2 separate regions of the Sus scrofa genome follow, and region 2 is linked to region 1. Evidence: chromatin contacts called from public Hi-C data. All regions are on one chromosome and are shown on one strand. The core of a region is the stretch at or near the end of the contact, and the rest is flanking DNA. Distances in the headings are between cores, read along the strand shown.

Region 1 (5,972 bases), core at 2,059-4,558:
TTAATCCCCACAACTTGAACACATGAGTACAACTATTTTACCTCGTTGAATAAATGAGGAAAACGAGGCTCAGAAAGGTTTAAATAATTTGCTCAAAAATTACCTAGTAAACAGCTGAGCCAAGAATCAATACTGACAGGTTATATGTGTTCTGACCTAGGGCATTTAATTATGACAGCCTAAAATGGATAATAACTGCAACAACAATATACAATAGCAGGGATATTTAATATTCACTGAGAATTTCCCTACATGCTAGGGAACATTACTCTTGCTTCGAATATATTAACTAAGTTAAACTTCACAGCTAGACTCTATTACTGTCCTCACGTCACATAGGAGGAAACTGAGCCCTGAAGAGTTTAAGTAACTTGCCTAAAGTAAAACAGCTGGAAACTGGTGGCGCCAGGACTCAAATCTAATCGACCAAGCCCCTGAGCCCGTGCTCTACTCTACCTTCCACAGTACATTTTACTACTAGAAACTCAGCTATTAGAGCCATTTGCCCTACAAAGGTTTTCACTGAAGAATATACATGGTTCCCACCTTCTATCATAACAAAGTCAAAGAGAAACTCTTTGATGGGTCTCCAAAGCATTCTGGCAACCAATCCCTTTCTGGACCCAATTCAGTTCTCACTGCTTTGGACACAAACCACATATGCAGCACCCTCCACCACCAAAAAGAAGCAAGCAAGGAAACATCAGGACATACTCTTCCTCTCCTGAGACGAGCCTGAGAGTTGGAAAGCCAAGGATTAGCTGCAAAGTGACTGGTGATGTAATGCTGGGCAAGTAGTTGAGCTCAATGAGCCTCATCTATAAAGTAGTATCCAAGGGTGAAATGAGATATAATGCATCTAACGGGCCTAACACTGTGCATAGCACATACTGGCCCAATAATGGTAGCTATAACAAACACCGATGGCATTACCTACAAAGGGGCATGAGGAAACTTCTGGGGATGGATTTGTTCTGTATCTTGATTGTGCTGATTTCGCAACTACACACTTGTCAAAACTCACTTTAAAAGGCTGTATTTTGCTATGTGTGAATTACACCTCAAGAGTCTGATTGTTAAATTACTGTTATCCTCAAGCTTCAAGACCTGAGGCTGACCTCTTACATGAACTCTTTCTTGAATAACTCTAACCCTCACCCATGCTTCTGTACTTTTTTTGCTTTCTGAAGGCCATCAAGCTCTTTGTGATGCCTGCTCATCTCTACCAGGTACACCCCACTGTTTCCAGCGGTAGGATTAAAATTTCCAGTGCCGAGGGCACATTCCGAGATTCTATTCCAGGCAATATTTAATCGCAGGAAGTCGACAAAGCTGGCCGGGACACTCTGTCATACCAATAATAGAGCAAAGGGCTCCACAGGTAAAGCCCAACCACGCACCACACAGAAGTATTTCTTTTCTCTTGAAAATCTTAAAAGCGAAGCAATAATTGGCCAAATGGAAATATAAAAATGAGACTCAAAGTACACCTCGAAAATTTTCTAGTGGCAAAAAGTATGGGCAAAATAAGGTCTCCCAAACTGCTCTTAATTTAGGAACATGCATAATCTATCTGTGGGTCACTGTTGGGCCAGCGAGCTGGGGGAAACCCTAGCTTAGGCAGGGATGCTGTAAGCACAGTAAATCATTGGACAAAGGTGCCCCTAACAGCACTCAGCTTTTCAGGATGTTTTTCTTTTAATAAAAACATTTCTAGGGAGGAAACAAAAATACTCCTTTGCTTAGCAGAACTCTCCAAAGACAGTGATTTAATAACGCCACGATTTAGCTATCAAGATAGAGATGCTCTCAATGGCTAAGTAGGTCGTTGTGTCCATGGGGCAGATGTCAGGACTGCTTGCCAGATGACAGAAGATGTAACACCTGGGCTGTTTTTACTCCATTTATACAAGACCTAACTCACACGTGAGCAACCTCTGCCGTTTACAGCTTTACCCTAAGGATCTATTAGAAGGCTGCAAGAAACTCCCTTGTGCCTGCTACACCTTTAGAACCTAAAACTAGCCAGTGCATATAATAAAAGCCTGACAGACACAATCCTTCACTTGGCCTGGCAGAGGGGCTGTGAAACAGTGCCTGGGTTTTCGTGGCATTTTGTGCCTGCTGCATTCCAGCACTTGTAATTTGCTAATGTGAACATATATGTATCAAGACCCTTGCAGCAGGAAGAAGGAGCCGTCACTGAAGGTGCAGGGGTTATAAGATTATGTCCACTGTGCCATCTGAACAGATTTCTTCACACTCCATCCCGTCATCTCCAAATCTCACTGACCGAACACTTTTCCTCCCCAAATACTGGCTGTGCCCTCCCTCCCGCTGCGTGCGTGGTCCCAAGACCTCCTCGCTTCTGTAAACCCTCACTATGACATCCCGTTTTTAGGCCCATCACCTCCGCAGACAGCCCCCACCCCATCGCCCCTGCACATGCTTTCTGCAGGCGCCTCACCACCTCTATAGCCACTTCCGTGACCCCCAACCCCTTTTACAGACCGTCTACACTAATTATCCAGGCACACGCTCCCCCGGGCTATTTCTTTCCCCTTCAGCTTTACACTTTCCCCCCACTGCTCCCGCAGACCCTTCCTTCCGCAAGAAGACCCTCCCCACGCCCCCACTGCCGGCATTCCTCAAGCAGAACCCGCCCGCGGCCGCTGATTATCTCCGTAGCCTTGACCCGGACCCTGCCCCGGATTCGCGCCCCGCGCGGAGCCCCAAGCACCCGGCCGACGCCTCCCGGCCGCAACCTTCCGGACAGCGGCCCTGCCCGGCCCCCAGCCCCGCCCCGCCCGCCCCGCCCGCCGGACTCACAGGGCATTCTCGTGAGCACGTTGCGCGGCGCCTTCCTGGTCCGAGCCGGACCCCGCCGCCGCGCCCCGGCGGCCCCGTCCTCTTCCTCCTTGGCCACCATGAGGCGGCGGAGGCGCTGGATGCGCTCGGGGTCCGGGGCGGGGGCGTCCGGGCGGCGGCGGGTCCTGCCCGAGGGCCCGGCGGCGGCGGGGCCCCCGAGCCCGCGGCCGCACCCCGCGCCCGCCCGCGCCCGCCGCCCCGGCACCCGGTCTTGAGGAAGCTCTCGTACTCGGCCACGTTGTTGAAGCAGGGCGCGTTGGGGTAGGGGATGGGAGGCAGGCGCGGCGCGTACAGAGCCAGCAGCGGGTCGAAGCTGTCAGAGCTGACATCCAGCAGCGGGCTGGGCGGGCTGGCGGGGCTCCCGGCGCGAGCCGACCTCGCCCCCCGCTCCCGCTCCTCCATGTTTGAAAGGCCCGCAAGCCGAGGCCGATGGGAAGAAGGAGCGGGGCCGCCAGAGGGCGGCACTGCGCAGCCGCGGCGCGGGGTCGCACTGCCTCCGCGCGGCCGCGGGAGGGCAGCATCTGCCCGCGCTCTGCGCCGCCGGCGGCGTGGCGCGGGGATGCCACCCTCAGGGCCTCGCAGCGCGCATCAGTGCGCGGGGAGCAGGTTAATCTGCTTTAACGCACCGTTTCCCTATCTATATCATCATCACTTGGGGTGTTAGTAAGTCCAGATTCAGCAGAAGCGGAGGCCGGGACTGGCGTTTTAACAAGCTCCCCCGGTGGTTCTCTGCTTTCTGCAGCTGGAGTCTACCCCTAACTTGAGCTGTGGAGAAGCAGAGGGAGGAGGGCAAGGAGAACCCCAATTTGCTTTCGTTCTGAGTACCACTGGGGTTTAGCCTAGCTGGACTCAAACTATTTAGCTTCTCTGGGTCTTTACATTCTCATCTGAAATATGATAGAAATGGTTACCTATTTCATAGACTCGTCGGAAGAATGAAGAGATACTGCCTCTACAGCACATACCAAATGCTCTCTATGAATGTTAATATTTCTTTTTTTTTTTTTTTTTTTGTCTTTTGTCTTTTTGTTGTTGTTGTTGTAGTTGCTATTTCTTTTGGGCCGCTCCCACGGCATATGGAGGTTCCCAGGCCAGGGGTTGAATCGGAGCTGTAGCCACCGGCCTAGACCAGAGCCACAGCAACGCGGGATCCGAGCCGCGTCTGCAACCTACACCACAGCTCACGGCAACGCCGAATCGTTTACCCACTGAGCAAGGGCAGGGACCGAACCCGCAACCTCATGGTTCCTAGTCGGATTCGTTAACCACTGCGCCACGACGGGAACTCCTGAATGTTAATATTTCTTAAGCGTACAATGAAACTTTAGAATGGAGGGGGGAGGTCCTAGTCTTGGATTTCCTACACCGTATGCAAAAAGAAATTTACACATACACCGGAAAGAAGCTAGTGTTAAAGAAAATTCACTATCACCAATCTTCCAAGCACTGCTAAGCACCTGGAGGAAATGAGGATCCTGCAATTGGAGGGTGGAATAATGGAGGACTTACAAAACCTGGTTGTACTTTAGAGACTCTGCTCAGCAAAACATTGTTTTTTGGTATGAAAATGACAGTCTACACCAAAAACCCAGATATCACCCTTCATCCAACAAAGCTGTTTTCAGTCACCTACAGGCCACACCCAATCACCTTCCTAACTGCCATCACTCCCCCAAACTACTATCAACTGGTGTTTAGTCTATACTGGTAGCTTTTGTGTACATTTTTAAGTTTCTTTACGATTTGGAAAGGAAGCCTGAAAAAATACTATTCTCCTAGAGAGCAGAATGAGAATTAATATACAACTATGAAGTATGCTTTAGAATAAATACATGCTACAAAAACATGCTGAAAACCACCCAACAATACTTCTAACACTACATAATTCAATAGGTTTCATTATGGCATAAATATTAAACCCAGTAATATTTCTTTGCTCAAAACCCCCTGCCCCAACACAAACCTCAAACTTGCAAACTGCTGGCAATTTAATGAGTGCGTGCGTGTCCCCTTATTTTATAACAAATTCAGGTGATAGACTTTGTAGTGTGACATAGCACCCACAGAAAGCACAAAATTCCCTTGGGTGCTTCTCTTGAAAATCTGTACTAATACCTACTTAACTAATTGTTTGGATATAAAATGCTATAATTTACTGACCATTAAGTTACATTTGCCAAATAAGAGCTACATTCTCACGGCCTTCCTTAGCCTACCACAGTCCAGTATTAGCTTATTTGGACCTTGTCACTCAGAGTGGATTGATGATTATATGCATCAAAAACCTTGGGACCCCAAAATACTCATGTGGGGAGCTTGGAACTGGCATGTTAAGAAGGCATTTCAAATACATTTGAAGTCTGTGAACCACTGCTGTGATGAAGAAATGTGATCCTGGTTTATGTAAAGACATACACACACACAGATGGTAGACTCACATACTGCATCTGTACAAAAAAAATAAATGAAGAATTTAGGCCAAGGGAGTTGAAACCTTTATTATTTTCTCTCAAAAGATATTTTATCAATTACCAAACATAAGCCACATCTCCTATTCCTGTGAAGGATAACAGGAAGGGGAAAAAAAGGTGTAGACAGATGGGGTGTCAATTAGTGAGGGATGAGACCAGCCATTGCCCTTTCAAAAATACATTTTCTTGGCTGTAAATTCTACAGTGTAAGACCAGGCACTGGGATGTGGGCTGTCTCTTAATTAGTTCTTTATAGAGTCAAATTAATCTTATTCCTCTAAAATATGAAATGAGGACAAAAGGAAATATGCGTTCTCTCACCATGTACCCCCACTGCCTCCCCCTTCAGAGGCCAACATCCTGACAACATGCAATTCCGGCTGCTCCTCACCCAACTCCACTGGCCCAGCTGCAGGTGGAATGACTAGGACTCCTGTGCCACCCGTGACCTCAAGGGGAGTGTGGGCTCCTCTGCTCTCTAATTCAAATGTCATTATTCTGATTATACAGAGGCTACTAAGAATCTTTTTCAGTCAGTCCAACAGGGAGGTGACTTTTAGTTTTGTTTTTGGTTACGCCCGTGGAAGTTCCTGGGCCAGGGATTGAACCTGTGCTATGGCAACAACCTGAGCC
Region 2 (5,972 bases), core at 1,529-4,028, 280 kb after region 1:
TGGAACAGAGACCTAGCACAGTTTTCCTTCCTTCATGTTGCCTTGAAATGGAAACAGCGTACTGGTTAACAATATCCCCTTGGCGTCCTCTGCCTCGTTGTACTCCCTTGCTCTACGGGACTGTCTATCTCACGAAGAGAAGTGGGAATTTCAGCCGCCTCCCAGATACCAAAGCAGGACAAACTGTAACGCTAGAAGGTTAAGGACAACTGGGCAATTTCCAGGGATGCCAGACCACTCTGCTTTCTTTGGGAGATAAGGATGTGTTTATTTGAGGGGAGGGGGAAGGGGTCTCCAGCAGAGATGACAAAAAGGGATCAATCCAGGGCTGCTGTGAGCAGATTATGCATGTAGTGTACTGCCTGAGGGGATCCTGTCCTGGGGGAGGCGGGTAACATATCGCAGACCTCAGAGATACATTCTTTACGATGATTGTTCTATAAAAATAAGTATTTATGATAATATTTCAAAAGGAGGTGGAACATCTTGAGAAAGGACACCTTTTCATGGTTTGCCCAAAGGCAGCATATGTAGCAGGGATGGTCCTGGGGTCCCCTCATGCACCAACCATGATCGAGAGGCAGGGGTTGCTTCTAGAGAGGATTCTGACATCGCCCTTGGGCTCAGCCGGGAGCATCATTAATGTCAGCCTTGGGCTTGAACAGTGGCAGTGGCATTTAAGCTACGCACGCGTTGTCCTTGATTTCCAAGAACCATCATCCCCAACATTTTAATCACTTCACCTGTGTTACTGGACATTTGTCGTCTTCTTCTGGAAGTGCACCCAATACTTAATTCAGCCTCTGGGAAAAGGATATCTTTTGAAAAACTATTAATTTAGTGGACATGTTTTTTCCCCCAGGTATATTCAGATATAATTTATATATTATATTCTAAGCTTAAGGTATATAGCGTGATGACTGATACGCATATCGTGAAATGACTGCCACAATAGGTTATGTAATGCATTCTTCACCCCACACAATTACCATTTTTGTTGTGACTGTGGTCGTGAGAACATTTAAGATCTACTCTCCTAGCAGCTCTCCAGTACACAATATAGTATTGTTAACCACAGCCCCCACGGCAATGCCTTCGATCCCAGATATATTTTTAAGGTTGTCTTCTAGCCCCTTTCTTTCTGGCTATTTTTGAAAAAATAGAAAATGGAAATAAATAATACACTTTTTTTCTATAAAAGGAAAAATGTATAATCCCATCATCCAGAGGTCATCACCGATAATCTTTTGGGGCTTATCCTACCAGGTTTTTCCATGCATTAAACATCTAGGCATATATTTTATTTATTTATTTTTATTGTGTTTCTAGGGCTGCACCCGTGGCATTTGGAGGCTTCCAGGCTAGGGGTCAAATCGGAGCTGTAGCCGTCGGCCTACACCGGAGCCACAGCAACTTGGGATCCAAGCTGTGTCTATGACTTATACCACAGCTCATGGCAACGCTGGATCCTTAACCCACTGAATGAGGCCAAGGATCGAACCCACATCCTCATGGTTGCTACTTGGGTTCGTTAACCACTGAGCCATAACGGGAACTCCCTAAGCATATATTTTAAAATAAGAATGGCATATACAATATTGTTCTTCTGTAATCTACTTGTATCAGAGTATTCTATTAACATCTCCTCAGGTATAGTCCAGTTTCTACGTCACAGTCCAGAGTTTTGACTTCAGTGATTTTCCCTCCCTCCCTCCCACTGACCTGGAGCAGGTCTTTTAGTTTCTCTTTCCTGAGTGATCTTCCTATTCCTCAAAATTATTTGATAAATGAGTACACCAAAGTTCTGGCTCTCACAGCATCATCTTTCTTACAATCAGTCTCAGCAGATTCTGTTATTTTAGTGGGGTTTCTAGAGATTATATAACATTTCAAATTGACAAAGTTCCTAGTAGGAGAATTACAGACATTGGGATAAGAAACCAGAAGAGATGCTCTTTTGGGGGGATGCTCTTGGTGCCCCCTGAATTTTAACACCAAGAGGGTACATGCCAGCAAGCATCAGAGTAGACACCAAGGAAAGTAAGATTTGGCCATGGTCCTGATACAGACTTTCAGGGCCCCTCAGATTCTGCATCTCTAGCCTGACATCTCTGGCCATGTGATTGAACTGTGGAGGAAGAGATGGGTAATAAGAGACAGGGTTCGGGGAGCAGGCATGGATGAATTCTCTGGGCATCACAGGTCAAAGCTTGGAGTTCGAATTTTAAGTACTATGAGAAGCCACCTGTCAGTTTTAAGCAGGAGAGGCATGTTCTGATTTACAGTGATGATGTTTTTGCTGCTACATAGGCCAATCAGCTCTTTTTATCCCCTAATGTGTTACCTCCTAGCAAATTTCACCCTGAGCAAGAATGCAAAGGCAGTGACTCTCAAAGAAAACATTTCTCTTTTTTTCTTTTTTGGCTGTACCTTCAGTACATGGAAGTTCGTGGGCTAAGGATCGAATCTGAGCCACAGCTGCAGCAATGCTGGATTTTGAACCCACTGTGCTGGGTCGGGGATTGAATCTGTGCTGCTACAGACACCACCACATCCTTAACCCACTGCACCGCAGCGGGGACTCCCGGAAACATTTCTCTTAAACCAAGCACAGGGAGAAGGCACTGTTATTTTCTTTCCTTTAAAAGATCCAGAAGCAGAGGGAAAGTCTCCCCACCCACCAGGTCCCCTGGGAAGAGGGCAGCCAACAGCAGTGTCCTGAGTGCTCCCCGCCAGGCGCTCACAAACCTGAGTGGCCTCCTAATTTGGACTGGCTGGCTTCCCCAGCTTTGCCTTTTCATGATCCCGAACTCCTATTTCCTGCTCACAAATCAAACAGATGGGCAGCCTGAGAGTCGTGGCTGAGTTCCGCACTAGCAGATGCCTCTATCAATTAAAAAAATGAGGTCAGAGGTAGCTCTGGGGCACATGTTACCAAGAATAAATCTCACCAACTAGCGGAAGGAGCTGAAAAACAACAACAACCGTCATAACTTTTCTTCCTCCTTACACACCATGACCTTGTCTGCTCGGTGACCCTTATTCTTTCCAGATTGCATGATGCAGTTTCCTTTACACCCTCAAGTCTGTGTTATGAAAAATGTTAAATACACAAAGCATTTGAAAGAACAATGAACACCTCCATAGTCTCAATGTAGCGTCGCAGTGAACGTTGTGCCCTATCTGCTTTGGGATGCTCTCAGATTTAGTGAATGATGTGCAAGTCTGCTGAAGCCACTGCATCACTCAGCAATACACACTTCAGCACGCAACTCCTGCAAAAGAGGACATCTTCCTACGTAACCTCAGTATTGCGATCACCTACACTACACTAACATTTTCTTAGTTTTTCCTAAGGTATTCCCCCCCCCCTTTTTATTTTAAGCCCACACCTACAGCCTATGCAAGTTCTCAGGCCAGGGATCGAATCCAAATCAGAGCCACATCTTTAACCCCCTGTGCTGGGCCACAGATCCAACTGGCAACGTCACAGAGACAAGCCAGATCGTGAATCTACTGTACTATAGCAGGAGCTCCTAGGCTCTGGCTCTGGGTGGAAAAACTCTGAATCAGTTTTAGTTGACGCTCTAAATAGTATTTCCTTAAATGACATTCTGAGTTTGGAGGCAACAAAAAGACAGTAATACTAACATGAACACTTTCTGGGGGGCGGACTGACTCCAGTGAGTGTGGAGAAATGAGCTGGAAAACTGGAGGTGGAACCCCCACCACCACAGGAATCCCTTCCCTGGCTTTCCGGAGGGAGGAGGGGGGAACTGGACCCAACGAGAGAGCACAGCAGTCTAAACATTCCCTTATATGGCTGCACATAAGGTCAGTGTGTTTCCTGCAGACTGAGGTGAAGCCCCAAGGACACAGGGCCCGTGGAGCAGTCATGAAATTAGGCTTCTCACATCTACCTCCATCTTCCTCTGCACAGAAAGTATGAGCTGCAGCCTCCAGCCCCGCAAGGGGAACTCCGGGTGCAGTGGAAAGCTCCCTGGTGGTATGCTCCCTCTGCTTCTGCTCCGTGGGCCCCTCACTTCCAGGAGCTCCCTGGAGCCCTGGCTGAATAAATCATTTAATCTTATCTAATGTGTGTCTCTCCTCCCCATCTGTGCCTCCTTCAAACCATGCTATTCATTACTATGTCTCACCTCCACCCCTGCTCCCTCTTACCCTCCGAATTGCCAAGGAGAAAAAGAATGATTATTCTGGATTAGACTCCTGCCTGGGAAGGATCTACAGCCAGGAAACTGACCAAGAAAGCAGTTTTTCCTTCCCCCCAAATGCGTGTCAATGTCGCCCAAGGTTTGCATTTTCCAAAGGGTGGGAAATGGGGGTACAAGGCAATGGAAGGTCCTAAGGGTGAGTCACGGCAAGAACATTTTTTTCCTTTTGCGTTTCCTATTCATCTTTCTGACAACTCTAATGAGAGTGTCTCCATTGGGAACCAGCATGTCTTCCCATTTCTATAACATTTGCTAATCTCTGTTTTTAACAGAGAGAATGCACAGGCCTTAGGCGCAGGGCCTACACCAGCAGAAACTGGAATTATATCAGCTATATTGTTTTGACAATTTATTATTCTGGTTGTTTTCTAATGACAGCTAGAGATAATGACTTTTTTTTTTCCAGTGGAAGTAATATGAAGTTTCCTTTTAAAATAAGTTTAAGTTAAAAAGCTACTTTAGGGAGTTCCCTCTATGGCTCAGCTGTTAACGAACCTGACTAGGATCCATGGGGATGTGGGTTCAATTACTGGCCTTGCTCAGTAGGTTAAGGATCCAGTGTTGCCGTGAGCTGTAGTGTAGGTCACAGATCCAGCATTGCTGGCAGCTGTAGCTCTGATTTGACCCTTGGTCTGAAAACTTCCATATGCCACGGGTGGGGCCCTAAAAAGCAAAAAAAAAAAAAAAAAAAGCAAAAAAAAATTATGTAAATAACAGGACCAGTGGTGTGCGTGGTGTGCAGATAGAGCAAGAGAACACATCACCGACTAAGCCCTGGTGATGCTAGTTAAGAGGATGCCTTCTAGAACAGAGGCTCTCTATCCTGGTTGTACATCACAATCGCGTGTGTAGCTTTAAGGCCTTTTACCTGGGCCCACTGGCAAAGATTTTGTCTTCTTTGAAGTAGGAAAGGGCTCAAACATCAGGGTATTTTAGGAGCTTGGGGGGGATTTTAATGAGATAATTAAACTACCTCCCAGATGTTTGGAGACCTATGGCACTTAGTAGAGCCAACTGCATGATGACCTCCAAACTCTCAGCTTCTAGGCATCCTATTCACCAGTCTCCTTATAGAAAAGTCATTGAGGAGTTCCCCTTGGGGTGCAGTGGAAACAAATCTGACTAGTATCCATGAGGACAAGGGTTTGATCCCTGGACTTGCTCAGTGGGTCAGCTATCTGGTGTTGCCATGAGCTGTGGTGTAGGTTGCAGATGTGGCTCAGATCCCGCGTTGCTGTGGTGCAGGCTGGCAGCTGTAGCTCTTAGTCTGGGAACCTCCATGTGCTGCAGGTGCGGCCCTGAAAAAAAAAAAAAAAAAGGAAAGCAAACTCTTCTATACAGAAGTGAGTAACCAAAGCTCTGATTTCATGGCCATAACCGGCAAGGATAATAAAACAAACAGGACATGTTTCAAGGACCATAACCGGCAAGGATAATAAAACAAACAGGACATGTTTCAAGGACTGTAGTGGCTTTGGACAAAGGTGCCTGACCGCTTTAGTCGCCCCCTCTCTTGAAGATTTTTGAGGATAAACATCTGCTCATCATCTAGGATGGAGATGACATGCCCCCCCCCCACCACTGTGGAGACCCCAGGTAACGAGCTCTGTGTAAGAGCTCGCCTGGGAAGTCTTTCCTGTCACCCCCTCCTCTGGGTTTCAAGGATCAATGCTTGTTTGATGACTCTTTTCATTCAGTGGTTGTGTGCACCTAGACCAGCCAGCTCCAAACTTTTTGGAC

What was found. Hi-C and Micro-C count contacts between places; a contact is called where the count stands out from the background.
Region 2: a Hi-C map of fetal liver shows a contact between it and region 1, with 2.0 times the contacts expected there. The contact joins the enhancer-like site here to the promoter of LSM11 in region 1. A contact is called at or near these places in 1 of 5 promoter capture datasets (liver), 22 of 47 Hi-C or Micro-C datasets (alveolar macrophages, blood, embryonic fibroblasts and 13 more) and 2 of 2 datasets of contacts at active chromatin or transcription factors (alveolar macrophages and skeletal muscle).

What each region holds. Positions count from the first base shown.
Region 1 is chr16:65,597,297-65,603,268 of Sscrofa11.1, forward strand. LSM11 (U7 snRNA-associated Sm-like protein LSm11) reads right to left here and starts at 3,309. Exons shown (of 5, transcript XM_021076895.1): 1 at 3,024-3,309; 2 at 2,830-3,021. The coding sequence starts at 3,270. THG1L (probable tRNA(His) guanylyltransferase) reads right to left here. Exons shown (of 6, transcript XM_003134104.4): 6 at 5,341-5,972.
Region 2 is chr16:65,879,378-65,885,349 of Sscrofa11.1, forward strand. The region is part of intron 26 of CYFIP2 (cytoplasmic FMR1-interacting protein 2); the gene reads right to left. Among named protein-coding and RNA genes, the nearest start is that of FNDC9, 20 kb to the right of the region's middle. Within about 2 kb of position 2,779, at least 33 of the 83 cell types and tissues checked have an H3K27ac peak or open chromatin away from gene starts, as enhancers often do. A contact at or near this core is called in fetal liver, fetal skeletal muscle, liver and 2 more, where this site is marked.